Linked DNA regions of Mus musculus: region 2 is linked to region 1. The links are chromatin contacts, called in public HiChIP or PLAC-seq maps. All regions are on one chromosome and are shown on one strand. Each heading gives the region's core, a stretch centred on a gene start, on an enhancer-like site or on the middle of the called end of the contact. The rest is flanking DNA. Distances are from core to core; before and after follow the strand shown. Region 1 overlaps Gtf2e2 (general transcription factor II E, polypeptide 2 (beta subunit)). Region 2 overlaps Mboat4 (membrane bound O-acyltransferase domain containing 4).

Evidence for each region. HiChIP or PLAC-seq counts read pairs in DNA pulled down with a chosen protein or histone mark.
Region 2: an H3K27ac HiChIP or PLAC-seq map of embryonic stem cells shows a contact between it and region 1, with 5 read pairs. The contact joins two enhancer-like sites. A contact is called at or near these places in 10 of 39 promoter capture datasets (3T3-L1-derived adipocytes, the C10 cell line, the HPC-7 cell line and 7 more), 2 of 115 datasets of contacts at active chromatin or transcription factors (bone marrow-derived macrophages and embryonic stem cells) and 3 of 9 other capture datasets (adipose tissue, liver and pancreatic islet).

What each region holds. Positions count from the first base shown.
Region 1 is chr8:33,763,038-33,767,853 of GRCm38.p6, reverse strand. All of the region lies in intron 6 of Gtf2e2 (general transcription factor II E, polypeptide 2 (beta subunit)), which reads right to left. Among named protein-coding and RNA genes, the nearest start is that of Smim18, 18 kb to the right of the region's middle. Within about 2 kb of position 3,108, at least 4 of the 459 cell types and tissues checked have an H3K27ac peak or open chromatin away from gene starts, as enhancers often do. A contact at or near this core is called in embryonic stem cells, where this site is marked.
Region 2 is chr8:34,121,166-34,126,407 of GRCm38.p6, reverse strand. It overlaps Mboat4 (membrane bound O-acyltransferase domain containing 4), which reads right to left. Exons shown (of 3, transcript NM_001126314.2): 3 at 1,223-2,653. The coding sequence ends at 1,690. Among named protein-coding and RNA genes, the nearest start is that of Gm39158, 2.9 kb to the right of the region's middle. Within about 2 kb of position 2,002, at least 108 of the 459 cell types and tissues checked have an H3K27ac peak or open chromatin away from gene starts, as enhancers often do. A contact at or near this core is called in embryonic stem cells, where this site is marked.

The DNA of each region.
Region 1 (4,816 bases), core at 1,859-4,358:
TCAAATGTTAATGCTACCAAAGTTGAAAATTCTGCTCCCATCATCTTTCCTGGAAGGTATTAATTACTGAAAAATATCAGTTTATATTAAATGGAGTTTATAATACAATACTGTTCACAACTATTTTGTGTTGTTTTAATTCTTCATTTTCTACGTTGTATACTGTATATAGAATAGCTTGCTATTGTAAATCACAGAAAAGGTACACTTTTCACCTTCTAGAACTTGACCAAGAATTGTGAACGGCTGAAGGAAATCACAAGTTACAGCACATATGCCGCCCAGGCATCAAACATCTACTGGTTACCTATAGCTATCAGGTATCATATATGTGGAGTCATGGTGACTCCACATTTAAGTTGACAGTTATTTCATTTATATTTTGTTGCAGGCATTAACTATGCCTGATTACTTATTAATATTTAAAGAAAAAAGTTAAATATAATCATTTACATTGCATTTAGGGTATTCTACTGACTTTTAAACTAATTATATATTAGAAGTTTATACTGGAGCTCAAGAGATGACTCAGTAGTTAGGAGCAGTGACTGCTCTTCCAGAAGACTAAAGTTTGATTCCCAGCACCCACACGGCAGCTCATAGCTGAGACTCCAGTGCGAGGAAACCCAAAGCCACCTTCTAGTCTCCACAGGAAACATGCAGATATGTGATAAAGACAAAACACCCACACACATAAAATTAAAAATAGGGCTGGTGAGATGGCTCAGTGGGTAAGAGCACCCGACTGCTCTTCCAAAGGTCAGGAGTTCAAATCCCAGCAACCACATGGTGGCTCACAACCATCCGTAACAGGATCTGACGCCCTCTTCTGGAGTGTCTGAGGACAGCTACAGTGTACTTACATATAATGAATAAATAAATCTTTAAAAAAAAAATAAAATAAAATAAAATTAAATTAAATTAAAAATATTTTTTAAAAAGCTTATATGTTTATTTAAATTTCAGATGAATAAGAGTAACAAAATGGCTGTCATAAAAAGACAATTTACTAAATCTGATTAAGCAAACATCATTAGACGAGACCCAGCAGGTGTCTCTGCACCATCAGACACACGGACATGCTCCTGGCTGCCTGCATGTGGCTCCGGTTTCAGCTGACCTCATCTATTTTCACAGAGATCACCTATGAACTCCACCCACCTTCCCCCTTAAACAAGCATGGCAAAACACTTATGTCTTTGCTAGTGTACGGACTGTGTAAAATTTTTAGATGTGTATCGTCTTCTTCAGAATGTAAGCTTCAGGGCTGGTGAGATGGCACACTGTACCCCAAGCCTGATTGCCTGAGTTCAGCTGTGAGGACCCACATGTGTGAAGCAGAGAACTGACCCCTACAAGCAGTCCTCCACATGTGTGCCACGGAGGGCACGTTGCCACACAGTAGATAAACAAATGTTAAGAAGAAATGAATAAACCCCTTAGTGCAATGCCTTCAATTAATGACTACAGCACACAGAACAAATTATTTAGTAGGTTTACAAATAAGCATTCAGAGACTAAAGCAAAAACCCAGAACCTGTCAAAAACAGAAAAGTTTGTAGAAAGCCTGGTGTGATGGCATATACCTTTTATCCCAGCACTTTAGGAAGCTTTAAGTCCAGCCTGATCTACAAAGCCAGGGATAGAGTGAGGCTACACGACCAGAATAGCACTGTGAGATGCTTGTATCAAAAAAAAAAGTTGGGCCAGGCGTGGTGGTGCACACCTTTAATCCCAGCACCTGGGAGGCAGAAGCAGGTAGATTTCTGAGTTCGAGGCCAGCCAGCCTGGTCTACAAAGTGAGTCCCAGGACAGCCAGGGCTACAGAGAAAACCAAAAAAGTTTGGTAGAGAGTAAGAGAAAAAAAATTGTACAGTTTTCAAAATAAAGGAAGGGTAGGATGCCCATAAAAGACAAATATAAAATGGCACTAGAACTGATTAAAAATCTTAAAGAGGGGCTGAAGAGACAGGAGGTGGTTGAGAATACTAGCTGCTCTTTGAGAAGACTTAGGTTCAATTCCCAGCACCCACATGGTGGTTTACAGGGTATCCAACTCCCTCTTCTGGCCTCCTCCAGCACCAGGCAGGCACTTGGTGAACAGATATATATCTAGGCAAAATATCCATACACATAAAATTGTCTTAAAAGTTAAGGATAGGGGCTGGAGACATGGCTCAGTGGGTAAGAGCACTGACTCCTCTTCCGAAGGTCCTGAGTTCAAATCCCAGAAACCACATGGTGGCACACAACCATCCATAATGAGATCTGACGTCCTCTTCTGGTGTGTCTGAAGTCAGGTACAGTGTACTCACATATAATAAATAAATTAATTTTTTAAAAAAAGCTAAGGAGAACCATAGCCACCCACAATAGAAATGTCTCAAACAAGAAGATACAAGTGAAAGTAAAAGCCAGGCAAAAAAAGGTGTCCAGCATATAAAGGGGAAAGAGTTATGACAAGTGAGCTGAGCTACAGATAGATAAAATCTAAGAACTGGACAGCAGTAAAATAACACAATGCAACTGAGAGGAACACTGTATGAGTATGAACATAATCCTTAAGCTATTATCATTCAAGAACATGCACAGGTTTAAAACTGCATGAAAATATATAACACATCAATTACACAAGTACTGAAGGAAATCAACAACTATTAAAACTGTGTGAAACTTCAATGTCTGATTAATCATTGTTCAGAGTAAATAGTCAAATTTTTAACAGGTAGCAAGTGATCTGACAGATTATATGTTGTTAAAGTAAAACAACAAGAAGCAATAAAAGTCAAATAATAGTTTGACAAAGAATTGAGGAAGCCATACCAAGTATAAAAAGTTGGCAATTAAGAAGCAGAATAACAGAGAAAATTAAAAAGGTTCTAGAAGCCATCTTCTGCAAATCTGTTGCCATTAAATGTAAGGAGCGGGTGTAGCGGCTACCGCCGCTGCCCCAAGATGGCACCCCGACAGCTGCCAGGTCTTATGACCTACACCTGACTTTCTCATTACCTCAGACATAGCCACATCCCAGCCGCCTGCACAGCGCAGATGCCATGCCTCGTCAGCTCGCGTGAACCAATGGACTGCCGTTACGTGACTGGGGTGACTGGGAGGAGTCAGTAGGGTATTTAAGGCGCGCCCCGGGGTTGTTAGAGGGGATTGTTGTTCCTGCATTGCAATGCTAAGTGTTCTGAATAAACCTGCTTGAAGAAGGTCGACGTGGTGTTGGGTGGATGCGACAATTAAAGATGTAATTTGTAAATAAATTATTTTGAAAGAAAGCACATTTAGTGTGGCTGACACATAAAACAGAAAATTAGAAAAATAAATAAAATAAATACAGTTAAAGAAGACACTAACAATCCCGTCAACGAGAAGGCAACCAATCCAGTATATCTTACGGAACTCTTTCAAGTATGCAAGGAACCTAATACTCTAACAAAACAACAGAAGGCAAGGTGAGCAGGAAAGAACCTAGACGTGACAGATCTGAAGTAGAAATCTGAGCAATGGGTCCGGAGAAATGTTTCTATCATTTAGAGTGCATACTGCTCTTGATCCAGGTTGAATTCAAATGAGACAGAGATGGAGACCAAATATCTGACACCAAAGGTTAGTCTAACTGCAGGAGTGTTGACCATGGTTCAGTATTAAGAAATCTAGGAAAACATTTCATAATATATTGAATAAGTAAGCAACAACAAAGATCTTAAAAGAAGCAAAACTATTTTTCTCAGTCTACCTCTCCAGTATCTTCACCAATATACCTTGTCCACCATACAAGACACTTACTGTAGCACTGGCAAACACTGTAGCATCTATTTATCACGTGCTGTGAAGAGACTATACATCATTAGAGAATACTTGTAGTGCAGAGATCAAACTAGAAGAATAAGCTACTAACAAAATTTGTTCCTTAGTATGTGAAACTTTACCACATGTATACCATCATATACATTACTTATCTAATCTGGGGAGGTGAGGGAATAAAGACTCCCATTTGTCTCTGTCAGCCAAACAATAAGACTTTAGACCAACAAAGGATATATAAAATGACAAACTAAACTAGATGCAATATTAAATAAGTGCGAGAAAAAGACAAACAAAACAGAAAATGGCTAAGAAAGCTAAGGAGCAATATTCTTAGAAAAATCACATTAGAGACAGGAAATATTAATAGCTTAGCGGGAAGATTATAAGAATACATGGCTAGGGGCTGGAGAGATAGCTTCAAGGTTAAGAGCACTGGTTGCTCTTCTAAGGTCTTGAGTTCAATTCCCAGTAACCACATGGTGGCTGACAAGCATCTCTAATGTGATCTGGTGCCCTCTTCTGGCCTGTGGCTATATATGCAGGCAGAATGTTGTATACATAATACATAAATCTAAAAAAAGAAAAAAAGAATATATGGTCTAACTACTGCTAAACAAATAATATTCCTGAAATGGCTCCACAAACTGCTCCTGAGAAGTTTTCAGTGGGCTGGTGGGTTATTCCAACCTCTTTTCTGTCAACAACTGACCTCGACTCAAACGTCTTCCAGAGCAGACATGCTGCAGAACAAGCTTCACACGAAAAGCTGTGACTGAGAATATGTGGCTACGTCAAAGGTGCCCAGGAAAGGTTGAATGAACTAAGACATACTCATGCTGGACAAAGAGAAAGAGATGCTGAAACAGAGATGAGAAGAATACGCTAGAGGCTTGGACACAGAACTCAGTGGGAGTGCCTGCCCAGCAAAGCTGAGGTATTGGATTCAACTACACACACACACACACACACACACACACCCCTCACAAATTCTGAAGACCATAGC
Region 2 (5,242 bases), core at 753-3,252, 360 kb before region 1:
AAGATTACAACTTTTTATTAGCTTAGCTTGTAAAAGATGTTTACATAGGAAGTCCAAGGCAAGTAAGGTTTGTTCTCTGAAAGGCAGGTTAAATAAACAGCACAAGTACAGAGCAGGATAGCCGACTTTAGTCTTCAGTGACCTCAAGGTGTAGTATTAGCTCGGCTGTGAGGTCCAGCAGAAAGTCCAGTCTTGTAGGGTGCTAAGAGTTGTTTTCAGAACTGAGATGATTACATAGACTAAATTTTTCAAGCTATGGCAAGGGCTGAGTATCTAGTTTGTTATAGCATGGTTGAGTTTGTCAGTTTTGCTTCCTGTCAGGCATACTTTTTGTTTTCTGGTCTGAGTCTCTGTTTGACCCTCTGCAAGGTCAAAGGCTATGTAGTAGCCACCAGCCTCAGACTTGCAGATTTTCCTGTCTAGGATTCCAGAGTCCTGGGATTTCAGTGTTGTGCCACCTTGCCTGACTTATTAGGGTTGAATGTTTCCTAGAGGTATGTGTGTTGGAGGCCTGGTCCCCAGGGTGGCAGTGTTGACAGACAGCAAAACCTTTAAGAGATGGACCCCCAATGGAGTCCTGTCACTCAAAGAGTTGAAGATAGTTTTCATGAGATGTATTTTTCCTAAGAGGAGTGTTAAAGAAAATAATATTGGTCCAGACAGCTCTCTGGTTTACTCCAAGATTTGAGCCATTGTCCCTGTTCGCACTTCTGCTATGATGTGACAGCATCCACCATCAGGGATCAACAGAAGCCAAACCATCAGACTTTGCACTTCTAACTCTGAGACCTAAATAAACATCCTTTCCTTCATAAGTCTGCCTGTCTCTAACATTTCATTATGGCAATAAGAAGTCATTCATACCAGATTGCAATACTTCACATCCCAGAATCAACTGGGCCCAATGGGTACTAAGCATTTAATTTCTGTGCATATAACATCTTCATGCGGTTCACAGTAGTTTGATGTTTTGGTTTTGTTTTTTAAATCTGGTAGTGAGGCTCAAACCCCAGCCCTCCCATCTGCTGGGCAGACACTCACTGAATCACGCCCTCTACTCACACCTGATGTTTTTATATCCAGGCTCATTTCAACCTCACTTCCACATCTAGAGAAGTCCCTGTGCTTCTCCAATTTGTACCTCAGTAACAATAGAATAGCTTGTTAATGCACAAGTCTTAATTACTGTTCCCCTGCTGTAATGAGACACCACGGCCACAGAAACTTTTATAAAGGAAATCATTTAATTGGGGCTGACTTATAATTCCAGGGGTTTAGTCCATTATCATCATGGCAGGAAGCATGGCGGCATGCAGGCAGACATGGTGCTGGAGGAGCTAAGAGTTCTATATCCAGATCGGCAAGCTACAGGGAAAGACGCTAAACTAGGACTGGGCTTTTGAAACTTCAAAGCCTAGTGACACACTTCCTCCGATGAAGCCACACCTCCTAGTCCTTTCAAGTAGTGTCACCCTCTAAGCATTTAAATATATAAACATATGGGAGCCATTACTATTCAAACCACCACAGAAGAGAAACACATCTCTGTGGCCAGCCATCAGGTTTATCCATCCAATACTTAAAAACTTTCACTATGAATAGTTTTAAATACATTATTCATCAAGGCATCTTCTGGCATTTCCTAAGCAGTATTTAATGGCTAGGTGAGATGAAGGGCAGGGAAAGATTTCAGTTACGTTTGTCTTTTCTCTCCGCTAACAGAAAAAGCAAAAGACCGTACATCACAGGGAAGAGACTGTTGTAAGAACAGCACAGTTGGCAGAGAGAGGAAAGGCTCCGGCCCTCCACCGCCAGCATGATGTAGGCAATGATGAGTTGGGTATGAGCCCAAGTGAGGGCTCTATAAAGCAGCCGCAGGGGCCAGGATCTGATACATACGTTGGCAAAAGTGTGAATCAGATAATCGGCTTTCACCATTACAGACCAGCACAGGAAGCCGAACACCTGACCTGGGTGGAGCCCGTGCCACCAGGCAGAGAAGGCAAATGTCTGCAGCAGGGGCCAGCGCCGGCTCTTCCGGAAGACGAGCCTCCTGAGCCACAGAGCTGTGCTTCGGTTCCACTGCCTGGCGAACAGGGAGATCCTGTGGGTAGTTTCCAGGGTCCAAATGTCCACGTCGGGGACGTATCCCTCCTCTCCAGGCCCCTGGCCAGCCTCAGCGCCAAAGCCCGCCGCGTGGAGGAGAGAGTCGTCCAGGATCCAATGGGAGTAATAGGTGAGTTTAAAGAGCCAGGCTGTGGACCACATGAGGTAGATGCACTCCAGCCGCTGGCAGTCATCCAGTCCAGCTCCAGCACTCACCGCGCTCCTCAGCGCCACCTTGAGGCACTCCAGCCCGAGAATCTGCAGACCCCTCCAGGTCAGAGCCCGAAAAGAGATACTCGGATACAAAGAGCTTGATCTTTGAACGCAAGCCTGAAACCTCCGGAAGGAACACAGGGAGCCTCCCAGGAGAGCAGGGAAAAAGAGCAAGTAGCTGAAATGAGGTAGAGCATCCCACAGGTGCTCAGAGAAAGAACTCTTGCTCCTGATGCCCCGCCTCGGGGCCTCCACCTTCCCTTCACAAATGTCCAGTGAGAGGGATGTGACTCTCTGCGTCAAGAGCATGAGGGAAGAAAGAGTGATGTAGAACCTGAAAGACATTTAAATAAACATGTATGTGAAGCCACGCCATATTTATTGTCTCACACTTGTTCTCTCGCCTCCAACCTGCCCACAGATCTCATAGCAAATCACGCTCCACAAACACTCTTAGAATCTTTCAGAACCGTGCATTATTCCAGGGCAAAACCACTAATTATCCCAGGCCGGGTATCACACTCCTTTAATCCCAGCATCTCAGCATGCGGAGGCAAAGGCAGTTGGATCTCTGAGTTCGAGGCTAGCATGGTTTTCAGAGCAAGAACTACACAGTCAGAACTACACAGAGAAAACCTTACCCCAACCCATCTGACTCATATTTATGCTGTCATGTGGTTGCTGGGAATTGAACTCAGGACCTCTGGAAGAGCAGTCAGTGCTCTTAGCCATTGAGCTATCTCTCCACCTCCTGGTTATAATATTTTAGAATAGCTTATAAACGGCTGGAGAGATAGCTCAGTGGGCACTTGAGACTGACAACCACAGTTCAATTCCCAGGTCCCACGTGGTTAAAAAAAAAAAGAAAGAAAGAAAAGAAAAGAAAATGAAAATGAAAAAAACCACCTAACTCCCAAAAGTTGCTCTCTGAACTCCATAGGAGTACTGTGTTGTGTACAACAAATCAATCATAAATAAATTAATTAAAAATGTTCCTTTAAAAAGAGAACGGCTTACAAATATTAGGATCAGACCTGGTGTGGTGACACATACTACATTCAAGAGGCTGGGTCAGGAGGAGAGTGAGTTGGTTTGCCTATACTGTAGAGTAATTTCTAGACCATTCCATACATAAAAAAAATAAAAATCAATAAAAAGAAATTAAGACTGGAGACATGGAAGAAGTTTAGAAATAAAATAAATAAGAATTCGTAGTAAAAAGATGATTCCAGGAAGTTGAATTGTTAAACATAAGCCAGGCCCTGATTATAATATTCCGGTGCCTGGGGGTGCACACTGAAAACGCATCAGGGTGAGGAGGAGGAGTAGCACCTAAGCAGGTAACACTTGTTTTCCACCAGTCTTCTGAACTCTCTCCGTGACACCCTTGGAGACTCTGAGATTGCTGAGGACAGCCAGAGAAAATGACAATCACACTATGTATAATGAAGAAGCCAGCACTGTCCCCAGCCATGGCTGTGTCTCCTTCTGACTTAAGGTCATCAGATCCTCTTGCCTGACTTATCTTGAGAGCAGGGTCACCTCCAAATCCAACTTCCCCTCTGTTGCAGGCTGTGTCCCCCTCCCCCACCAAATTCACATCCTTAAGTTCCAAGCCCTAGTGACTCAGAGTGTGAGCATATTTAGAGACAGGGTCTTTAAAGAAGCAATTAAAGGGGCTGGAGAGGGGGCTGGTGAGATGGCTCAGTGGGTAAGAGCACCCGACTGCTCTTCTGAAGGTCCGGAGTTCAAACCCCAGCAACCACATGGTGGCTCACAACCATCTGTAATAAGATCTGACTCCCTTTTCTGGAGTGTCTGAAGACAGCTACAGTGTACTTACATATAATAAATAAATTTAAAAGGGGGGGGGCTGGAGAGATGGTTCAGTGGTTAAGAACACTGACTTCTCTTTCAGAGGTCCTGAGTTCAATTTCCAGCAACTACATGGTGGTTCCAACCATCTGCAATGGGATCAGATGCCCTCTTCTGGTGTGTCTGAAGACAGCTACAGTGTACTCATATACATTAAATCAATTTTTTTTAAAAAGAAGCAATTAAAGAGATGCCATACTGGGCAGACACTCATCCAACATGACTAAAGAGGTAGGACAATCACACATGTGTATGATCAGACACAGACACACACGTGCAATGACCATGTGACAACCCAGAGAAGGCAGCCATCGATTAGCCAAGATGAGAAGCCTCAAAGGCAGCAAGCAGCCACTGTGCCTGTACCATCACTAGCCGCCAAGCTGTGCAGTTCTGCTGCGTGTATCACCCAGTCAGTTGGCTTTGCCATGCCAGTTCTGGCTAGCTAGCAGATACTTTCATTGCACATCTGCACAGAGTTCCTCCCACTCAGAGCCTGTTCAACTGGCCCTTCCGGCCTCTGTCAGGACCTGGCTTCCTACTGCAGTCCTGATTTGTCATGTCCAGAACAGGAATCCTGCCTACTTACTATCTATTCTTTCCCAGAAAGACGAACCTTATGTCAATCTCTATCACGCACCCCAACGAGAGAGAGAGAGAGAGAGAGAGAGAGAGAGAGAGAATGTGTGTATGTGTGTGTGTGTTGTGTATGCATGTGTGAAGGCCAAAGGAGAACATGTATGTACTGCTCAATCGATGCCTGCCTTATTCCCTTGGTATAGAGTCTCTCATTGAACCTGGAACTATGCCAAGGAGTTAGCCCCAGTAATCTCCTGTCATCCCCCTCTCCCAACACATGCAGAGCTGGGGTTACAGCTGCACACATAGTCACATGGCTTTTCTCTGTGTTCCTGAGATTTGAACTCAGGTCCTCGGATTTACACAGCAAGCATTCCCACCCACTGAGCCATCGCTCCAGCGCACAAGTCTGAAGTCCTCGATGAACACTGTCTTATGTTTCTGTTTGTGGTTTTTGAGACAGGGTCTT